Regions from separate parts of the Zea mays genome. Here region 1 is linked to region 2. A link is a contact called in public Hi-C data. All regions are on one chromosome and are shown on one strand. The core of a region is the stretch at or near the end of the contact, and the rest is flanking DNA. Distances in the headings are between cores, read along the strand shown.

Region 1 (5,478 bases), core at 1,838-4,337, 310 kb before region 2:
AGACGAAGTTTCCTGTAATAGCTTACACTGAAAACAAATGGTTAATTATGTTTTTGAGGACCTTCGGAAGGAGAAGGCCCCCAACACATACAATGTTATCACGTAATAGAGTTTTGAAATCACGCGCAGTGCGTGCGACACACACTAGTTCTTAACAATTGTCCAATGAGCTTCACCATAATTTGATTGATACTTTCTCATAAGACTTGGAGCATAGGAGACATCTGGGCGTGTACATAGCATTACATATATGCAAGATCCTATAGCCGAAGCGTAAGGAATCGTTTTCATCCTTTCTTGGTCATCAATTGTCATTGGACACTAGCTCTTGCAAAGATTAATGCCATGTGACATTGGCAAGAATCCTTTCTTACAATTCTATATATTGAACCGATTCAATACTTTGTCAATTTATACCTTGGCTTAATCCATTTAGTCTTTTTGATCTATCTCTATAGATCTTTATGCAAGAAATATATGATGCCTCTTCTTAATCTTTCATTGAGAAACTCTTTCTTAATGAAGATTTAATGTCCTCAAGCATTTGAATGTTATTCCCAATCAATAGTATGTCATCGACATATAGGATCAGAAATACAAATGCACTCCCACTAACCTTCTTGTAAATACAAGGCTCTTCTAGATTTTTTTATGAGACCAAACACATTGATCACTTTTTCAAAATGCAGATTTCAACTCCGATATGCTTGCTTCAATTCATGAATGGACTTATGAAGTTAGCATATCTTTCCATCATTTTTAGGGGGGGGAGAGGGACGAACGACATACGCGATTCGCGCCTAACGCACGACGAAGTACGACGGTGGAAACTCGTGCTTTGAAGGAGTAGAGATTTCAACTTTTTTTTAAGAGCCGAAGCGTCTCCAATCTAACCAAATTCATATAATGAGATAATAATATTTATGGTACTAGATAAGTACCATGAGATGCTTCATTAGTTATATTTTTATACTATACCTATTTGATGTTATAAATCTTTGTAATTATCTCTATAATTTGTGGAACGAAGTGGGGTATTTTTAAAATCATGGTTTGCACTGTGGCTAAACACATCATGTTGTTATATAACCCATATGCATGGACATGGGTCATCAGTCTAGATGAGATACGGAACTAGGAGAGACAAGATAAAGCTTCGGATGTAATAACAAAACGCTAGAAGAATCTCTCCACTATTTTCGTTCGATGATAATGATAATAAGTTTGTTTCATAGATATTGATGGGTTTTTTTAAATAAATATAGTTAAATTAAAAATAATTTATCATGGGATACCACCAAACAATGTAATAAATAATTTAGAACCGAGAGGATATACAGTAATATTCTCGGGGATCACTGAGTCGAGATCGGATCAAAAGTTCTGCGCGCGTTCGCCGCCATAAAATCAACAACGTGGGCGTGCACGTGATGGTGGTGGTATTGACTGGACTGCTGCGTGCTTCTGCGCTACCATTACCACAGCTGTAGAGTCGAGAGAGAAGCGGCAGCACCGCATGGAGGCAAACAAATAGTACCAAAAAGCACACGCCCGATCCATAGTGTTGGCTATTAAGGTGGTGTTTGTTTCACCGAAATGTAATGTAAATAGTTTACATGGGGTAATAGATATACCAATATTTTTGTGTTGTTAAGCTCTTTTAAGTATTATTAGGTACTACTATCCAATTTAATTATAACTAGTAACCATTACCGACAGTAAGAGATCTCATTACCGTTCCTTTAACAAGGTCTGAACCAATATTTTTGTTTGCTTGTTAACTGTCTCCACGTGAGGACCGCGTGGTTATGGTTTTGTCAACGAGTGAGCGGCGGGGGCAGGCAGATTTAGATGGGAGGTCGGTGGTTTCAGTTCAGCTGATTCCATCTGTCCTCTCCTGCCTAATCACATTTGCATTTTCTACGTACGCAGCTGGGATGGGGCCGTTCAGCTTGATTGGACGCATGCATGGGCTCGGTCTATGCACTATTGGCGGCGATGCCGTGACTTGTTAACAAGGTCGAGCGGAGGAGGTCAGTTTTCTTTTACACCAGTTTTGGTCTAAAATTAGTATATATGGCCACCGGTTAGCTAGTTAATTAGAGTCTGGAAGAAAGAATTCAACATACATATAGTTTACAATTGTTTTAATTAGATCAAGACCAGCAGGCTTCCAAACAGACACACTAAACGAATCAAATTAACCCGGCTAATAACCAACCTCAAACTCAGTCTCGTTCAGGCTGTCTCCAGCAACGTCCTCTATATTCATCCTCTATATCTGTCCTTTACAGTCTCCTCTAAAAGATTTTATCCTCTATATCTCATTTCTCTCCAACAACGTCCTCTAAATCACGTTCTCTATACTCAAATACCTATATTAAAGACATTTTTTAATTTTATTTTTTGTACATACGTGTTTATCATACTCTCAAATATATTGTACATATTTTAGTTTTGCTAAACCGGTTATTTAAAGTAGTCAAATGAATAGAGGATCGTTTAGAGAAACTCTATATATAGAGAATCCAGCAGCGTCCTCTAAATTTAAAGGACCGTTTAGAGGACGTTGCTGGAGAGCGTAGAGGACCGTTTGGTCCTCTATATTTAGGGTAGAGAACCCTTTAGGGGACCTTGTTGGAGCCAGCCTCAAACGCACACCCTATTCCTGCCAAAGGGAGTTACAACTAACGCCCCCGCTTCGTTGAATTAAACCAAAAGAGAAGAAAAAAAAAACAGACCGTCCCCCTAAAGCCACTGGTCAGGCTTTTTGAGCCCTACAAAGATCGCTTACACGGTTGTTTGTTGCTTGGAGCCCTGGCTAAACCCACTTTTAGCTCCAAAAACTGACAAAACGAAACCCATCGCCACAGCTGACATGTAGGTCCATGAGCATGAACCCGGTCGATGCACACACACATAGCACATACCTCGCCTTCGCAGACGGACGGACGGACAGACGACCCCACATCTTCCTTTCCCACGCTAATAGCTTCCCCTCCTCCATGGCTCCACCAACCCATCACCACCCTGCACCGACCCCTTCCCTCTCCCTCTCCCTCTCCCTCTCCCGACGGCGGCGGCGGCGGCAAGGGACGCCACTCCTCAATCCGTCGACGACCGCTGGTCGGCCTCTGCCACCGTCTCGCCCGCACCTCCGAAACCTGAATCTCATCCGTCGAGGATCGCCGAGAGGTACGGTTTAATACTCACTGCCTTCTACACTATACATGTTCCTTGTGCATGTTCCTGCGTCCGTTCGTTTTTTTTCTTCTTCTTCTGAAGATCGCCGTCGTCGTCTGTCGCCTCGCCGCCGGTCCGATCCGGGCTCGGTCTTGAGTTCGCTTTTGTCGGTCCCCTCCCCTGCGGTGTTCGGCCTGAGGTTCGGACACGTACGCACGCAGCGCGGATCAGAAACGATGCGCGTGTTTCATGCATGTCTCGATCTTCGTCGTTCGTGTACGTTGGTTGGTTCGGGTTTATCTCCAGATGTGGTCACTTTCAGTTCCCCGGGAGGGACGAAAATCGTTTCTCGTGTCTTGCTATTTATTTGGCTCATGTTTACCTGAAAACCGAGTTTGGTGTGGTACTGTCGTGGATTTGGCTGCTAAACCCACACAGCCACAACAAGTATCAGCCAATCAATGACAGAGGGTCTCATACTCTCGTCGCAATCTTTACGTACGATAACAGGAGGAAAAAAAAAGGTTTCTATATAAAATATGATTCCGTGATGAGCCATACTGCAGTAGGTACGGATTAAAATATATAGGCCTATGGACGGTGATGCTGTAGACTGAATTATTTTTTTTGGGCTCATTATTACGTTCTAATATACTATATGTTTGACTACAAGTACCAATGTTTTGATCTTCAAATAGGTTTATTATAAAAATATACTCCATGCGTAATCTAAGAATACTTATTATACATCATAAATATTCACATAGTTTTGTACAAATTTAGTCAAACGTAAAATAAAAACTTAACACCTCGGGAGTAAGCGAGGTGTATGTTTATTTAGGAACGGATAGAATATGCTTTGGGTGGTTGCGCAATGTGGTTTACTCGCACAAATAAGTAGGAGTAACTCACAAACCCTTTCCATTATCAAGGTTGGTTAGCTTTTTTGGTTTAGTATGGCCAAAGGGGAATCAATAGTTTTTTTTTTGGTTTAGTGGGAATTAGTAGGGCTAAAGGGGAATCAACAGCTCCCTCCCTAAATGCTTTCTTGTGAACTTATGCAACAAGTTCTATGTACTTTTGCAATGAAGACCTTGGAAAGGTGCATTCAGTCACAAAAATATTATAGGGCAATGATGGGCAACAGTTCATTATTTAAAAAAATGAATAAACTGATATAATAATGTGAGCACACACACTTCTGTTGCAGTTATGCGCTTGTGTTTGAGACCAGAATATCATCATCTCTTTTTTTGTGTTGCTCACATCACATCTGTGTCCGCATTTGCAGCATCTGTGCTTCTAATGACTGAAAAAGTGATCAAAGAGGCCGTCACCTCCACTCCTGCACCAACACAACCGAAATGCGAAGACCTGACAGATGCTGCTCCACTAGCCATGGATGGTAGCAGCATGACACCTGTTGTTAGGAGGAAGGAGAAGCCGGTCCCGCGTTACCTACGAGCACCCACCAGCTCTTGCCATGACAGCTGCAAGTTTGGGATCAAGCCTTCCTCGGAACCCAACAAGTACTGGCCTGCTAGTCGCAAGCAATTGCGCCGTGCGAGCACTTGGAGCCAGCAGGAACTCGAGAGGGTTCAAATCGTACCAACACAAAAAATCAGACCAAGAAAGGAGGACCAGAAGCTCAAGATTTCTCAGGTAAAAAGTGGTAGCAGTACTGCTCCTGCTAAGCATGAATTCATCACCCTGAAAGCATCACTTGAAAAGGCACCTGATCATTCTGAAAGCAATCCCCACGTGCAAGATTCGTCAGCTGAAGCATCTGAACTTGTGGCTGGAACTCCGCCAATTGATGCAGAATGCCTTGTCGTATCTCATAATGATGTGACAGACCGTGGAAATGGGGAGTCGTTGGATGGAGCTGAAAGCATTGAGCTGGAGATGCCATTAGCTATCCAGGAGATCGATGAATCTGACGAACACATTGAGGAGGAGGATACCACTCTGCCTGCTGACAGTGTATGCGAAGTTGAGGAACAGCCACATGTGGGTCCTGTGCCTGATCGATCAGAAAATGAGTGTGCAAGTTCAGATATCAGGACTCCTCATACTGTAAAAGCCTCTAAGAAGCATGAACAATCCTTGCTTGGGGCTAAATCAGAGAGTCTGCCGAAGGGGCCTGGAAAACTGAAGGCGAAGGACATATTGATGAGTATGACGAGAGACAAAGGCGCAAGTCAGAAAAGTGGAAGAACATCGCATCTGACATCTACTCATACAGCAGTCGACAGCTCCAGTGGACCAAAGACAACAAGAACACCTGCAGATGTT
Region 2 (5,315 bases), core at 1,388-3,887:
GGTGTGCCATCAGCCCAACGGCTAGCTGTCAGAACTAGTCGTTGGAAGTGACCGTTGGCGCACCAGTGACGCACCGTTGGCGCACCGGTGGTGCACCAGACTGTTCGGTGCGCCCATGCGCAGGAAGTTCTGGTAACAGCTAGTTTTGTAGGTGGGGCTATTTATACCCCCTCCACCCACCATATTGAATGTCTTGCTGCCCACATTAACACTCATACATTGCTAGAGCATTGCAAGCATCACAAAGCATAGTGAGGTGATTAGAAAATCTTAATACCGCATTATGACCTTATTAGTGCAAGAAATAACCACCTAGAGCATACACTGCATGCATTAGGCTTCTCTTGGTCAAATGAAAGTTTACGGCTTGTTAGTCTTCGTGATCGGCATCACCTTGACGGCTTGGTGACGTTGGAGCACGGTGATCACCTTGGAGGATTTGTTGGTGACCCGGTTCAAGATTGTAAGCGGTCGTGAGGGATCTACCGCACCAGAGTGGCAAAGGATCATCTCATAGTGAGCACTTGGTTCTTGCGAGGACCAAGGGGGAGCGATACCCTTGCCCAGGTGCTCCAACGAGGACTAGAGAAGAGTGCCGACTCTTCGATACCTCGGGAAAAATTGGAGTAGTCTTCTAAACCTTGCTTTACATTCCGCATTTAATTCAAGCATTTTACCTTGTTATTTGTTTAGCAAGTAGTTGAAACATTGTCTTAGTATTGTTGTATTTCTAGTAGTATTCTCTTATTGCTAGGTGTTGGGTGATGTTGGGCTCTTGCTTAGGGTTGTTGATTTTTAGAAAAGCCCAATGCACCCCCCTCTTGGACATCGTGATCCTTTCAAAGTGGGCTATATTTAATTTGGTGGAGACTCTTTAATTCTGTTTTTGGATCCTCTTGCTGGTAAAAAGTATTTGTTCTCACATATTTATGTTCCCTCACACCTAATTGTTAGATATTCTCAATGCTCTTTTGTTACAAACGACAATGTGCATACTAAATAACGTTATTGCTCTTTGTTACAAACGATTCCACACTTATGATCATGATTGGCCATGTTATATTGGTAATCCGTTTTGGGATTGTGTGAACTGTGCATTTTTCAAACCCAAACACATGTCTACCCGTTTTCAGAAAACTGCTATTACTTAGGTCCAAGAATTCGTCACTGTCGTCCAAGAATTCTTCATCATCGACAGTGTTTTTGGCTATGAGCGCAGCCACCGCATCGCCATGGTCCGACATCCAATCGCAGTTGTATGACCCCGTCAGGGAGCGTCTCAATCCCATCAGTATCCTCTGCTTCCTTGTCGTCTGCAGGGGTTGGTCCTTGGTCCATGGCCTATGAGAAGTATTCACGTTTGTGGCCGGGCGTGCCCGCGTTGCTCACGTCCGGCTTGGACCTCGATGTCTGCGAGATCGAGTACAACATTGGGGTGGGCACATTTGGCCAGCACGACGTGTTTAACGACGGCGACGACCGCAAGTCCTTAATCAGCGAGGCTGATGGACTGAAGGGCCAGATCTGGATCGGCAGCAACCATGGGTGACTGGCGACCATGGACTGAAGGGCCTGCCATCGTTTGCCACCATTAGTGGAGTCGAGGTGCACGACGACCTCCAGATCCGCATCGCTAGCAGCTACATCTTTGATAACATGCACAAGATCCTTAAGGTCGCAATATGCCACACACTGGTGCACGCTAACGACCACCTCACCGTTGCTATGTTCTCGATGGGAAGCTGTTCGATATGAACGAGCTAGGCCGAATTTGCTCGTGGCACCTGGACGATGGAGCCACAATGGAACCCGTTGTGATTCAGGGACCGAAGATTGATGAGATCAGCCACCAGCACGACCATGACCGGCGCAAGTTCTACCTGGCCGCTTCGAGCGGTGGGCATCAGTGGCTTCTGCTCATCTACATGCATGGCTACGAAGTCGAAGGTGTGTGTACAAGTATGGGCAGATTTACTGTTGGCAGAGTCACGTGAGCAGACTGGTATTCGACGGCAGGAGGAGCTTCCGCGACCTCGGCATGTCGCTTCACGAGCTCAACGCTGGCAGCGACAAGTGACAAACTTGGGGGAGATCATGCGCTCTTTCTAAGGGCGAACTATCCCTTCTTCATCACCATGCGGCATGGGCATGGTTCTGAGATCGATCTTGAGGCGTCTACCTTGCCGGCACACCCTAGGACTACAGTAGGGGTTCTTCCCTCCTGGATTTTCAAAAAAAAGGGCTACAATGTTCCCATCTTTGACCTGAAGAAGGGGGGCTATGGAGGTGACTGTCACATCAAGTTGTAGCTCGCTTACTAGCTCGTGGATAAGTCGTTGCAGATGTCCATGTGGTACCTACCAACGGATACCCAAACTAGGTGTTATCAAATCTGTTCAATTTGTCTTAGATTTATAATTTTTACGTATGAACAATTGTGAGTTTTTTATCCTTTACATTCACCTTAGTATTTAAACGATTGCGACTAAAATATGTCGAATTATCTTTATAGTTAGTATTATTGTAAATATTATGTTTAAACAACCATCGCATTTACATAAGTCTCTCTATATATGTATATATATAAACCGTGCGTCATCAACAAGTCAGCCCTTTATGGGCTAGTAGCAGGCCCATTGGCCTTCTTGCTACCAATTGGCTGCTTTTTTCAGACAAATACTACATTTAAAAATTACTCCATCCATCCGCTTAATTTAATCGTTTTAGCCGAACTCGTTTGTCCAATAAATTTGTCACGCTGGTGATCGAACCCCTATGTCCAATCGGCAACTTCTCGAAATGGAACCTACCACACCCCTATTCACATATGCCAACGCCCCCTACCGTCGCTGCCTCCCATGCTCATCCGACCCTGTCCTATTTAATTACTTTTTATTAGAGTATGTATAATGAGTGTCTTGAGTTGTATCTTCGAGTGTATCCAGAGGGTTGAACATAAAAAAACTCAAGACATATATCTTGACGAAGACACAGTGTCTTAGCTATATGTTCGAGGCAGGAGACTAGCTGATTGGTCACTTTAATTTATTGAATGTTCTGATTGGTACAATGAATATGGTAAGACACATGCTTTAGACATGTCCACTATATTATATTGTGTTTTAGTTGTGTCTTATACTTAGAGTACCATGCAACAGTGTCTATTGTACATGCCCTTACGGTCTTGTAAGTAACACTTAATTAAGTTGAAGTAGGGTCACATACGTCATTTTGTCAATCTCATGACATGTCTATAAAAACCCAGAACGTCCAAATCAAGTGGACGAAGGAGTATTCATTAAAAATATTATTTTATATAATATGATTATGTGTCCATGGAACACGATACATATATTATGGGTCCCTCAATGTAACTTAAACATAAATTAAACCGATGACTATTGCGCAGTTTCATCGAAAGTGCTAAACCGATGACTATTGCGCAGTTTCATCGAAAGTGCTTAGAAATCCACCCAAGAAGCCAGCACCATTACAGTTCCCACATAGGATTTCACGCTTGCCTCTGCAACATAAAAAGTAACGACCAGTCGGGTCAATACAAGCTGCTGAACCTCAAACGAATCAAAGGATTTATTAAGATACTTATTACTGAGCAGATATGTGTCTAAGGATTTATTAACGTAAGTTAGAGTTTACGTTAGAGGAGACTAATTTGTCTAAATGGTTGATACATAGATGGTCTCAAGGACAGAAAAATTTATGAGGGGTGGGGGGCAAAAAATCGTCTAACATAATTAAGCAAAACCGTAAAAAAGTACTGTTGCATAAAATTCAAATTTCATATTAATATATGGTACAAGTTTAAAGAAGGAAATTATATAAATAAAAGAGTAAAATACACTACCAATTCCTAGACTTGTAGGATTGTATCATCCTACTTTCTAAACTCCCAAAGTGCACATCTAGGTGCATAAACCTGTGAAGTTGTATAATCGTGATTCCTAAACTTTCAACATGCACATTCTAGTCGTTGTACTTATACCAATCCAAATAGTTTGGATCTTTGATGACACCAAAACCAAGTTTAGAGACCTAAATGACAACCATATAAGTATAAGGATCGAAATGTGCACGTTCAAATTTAGAGATCGGAAGGATACAATTTTACAAGTTTAGGGACTTTGATGTGCATTTTTAGAGTTTAGCGATCGAGATGATACAACGGTATAAGTTTAGGGACTAGTAGTGTATTTTACTCTAAATAAAAGAAGCAAACATATCGTTAAGTTCTTGTCGACCGAACCAATAACATTATTCTAGTTTTGAGATGTTGAACTATTTATCTAATTCAATTTGGATTTACGAGTTAAGTTGTCATCCCTACCCATAAAGTTGAGTTTTGGTGCATCATAACTTTAGCCTTTTCTTAATTTACAATACATATATATTATATATATAGTTGGAATAGGAAACCCTAACCCTAACTGGGTTGGGAGTGCATATATATACTGAGTAATTGGGCCAAGCCCATTACATTACACTGAGGGTATGCAAGAATTACATAGGGACTAGCCCCGAAACCCTAACAGTATTAACACCCCCGCAGTATCAACTCTATCCTATGCAGATGTTGATACTGGATCAAAAGTCGGTAAAGACGCTCGATGGCAGCCCCTTGGTGAAGATGTCGGCAAACTGCAGCGTGGTGGTGACGTTGAGAACCCGAACGTCACCAGTGGCGACCCGCTCAGGGACAAAGTGCAGGTCGATCTCCATGAGATTGATAGAGGTAGACCACGCTTACGTTGTTGCAGTAGACGAGGCTGACGCGCTGAAGAGGACTGCGGAGCTCGTGGAGAAGCTGACGCAGCTAGGAGGCCTCTGCCACGTCGTTGGCTAGAACGCGGTACTCGGCCTCCACGCTGGAGCGGGAGACAATAGGCTGCCGCTTGGCAGCCTAGGAGACGAGGTTGGCGGCCAAACATAACCGGAAGTGAACCGGCGCGTGTCAGGACAACCAGCTTAGTCAGCGTCGATTTAGACCACGAGCTCCGACGTCGGAGAGGGTCGAAGTAGAAGGCCGTAATCGAGGGAGTCGCGGAGGTAGCGCAGGATCCGCTTGAGAGCAGTGAGATGGGGCTCCCACGGGGTGTGCATATGCAGGCACACCTACTAGATGGTGTAGGCGATGTCGGGTCTGGAGAATGTCAGGTACTGGAGGGCACTAGTCAGGCTCCGGTAGGACGTCGCATCGGTGACTAGGGGCCCATCGTCCTCAGAAAACTTCCTGAGTGTCAACAGGCATGGAGCAGGGCTTGTAGTAAGACATGCCAGCCCGCTCTAGGATGTCGATG

The links. A called contact is a pair of places that touch in the nucleus more often than the background predicts.
Region 1: a Hi-C map of leaf shows a contact between it and region 2, with 4 times the contacts expected there. The contact joins the promoter of LOC100382165 here to the enhancer-like site in region 2. A contact is called at or near these places in 2 of 25 Hi-C or Micro-C datasets (leaf and tassel).

What each region holds. Positions count from the first base shown.
Region 1 is chr1:162,313,240-162,318,717 of Zm-B73-REFERENCE-NAM-5.0, reverse strand. LOC100382165 reads left to right here and starts at 3,087. Exons shown (of 3, transcript NM_001174925.1): 1 at 3,087-3,195; 2 at 4,475-5,478. The coding sequence starts at 4,489.
Region 2 is chr1:162,007,638-162,012,952 of Zm-B73-REFERENCE-NAM-5.0, reverse strand. LOC732793 (bundle sheath defective 2) reads right to left here. Exons shown (of 4, transcript NM_001112410.1): 4 at 3,295-3,523. The coding sequence ends at 3,436. It also overlaps the pseudogene LOC109941465. Among protein-coding and RNA genes, the nearest start is that of LOC100277962, 11 kb to the left of the region's middle. Within about 2 kb of position 2,637, at least 5 of the 20 cell types and tissues checked have an H3K27ac peak or open chromatin away from gene starts, as enhancers often do. A contact at or near this core is called in leaf, where this site is marked.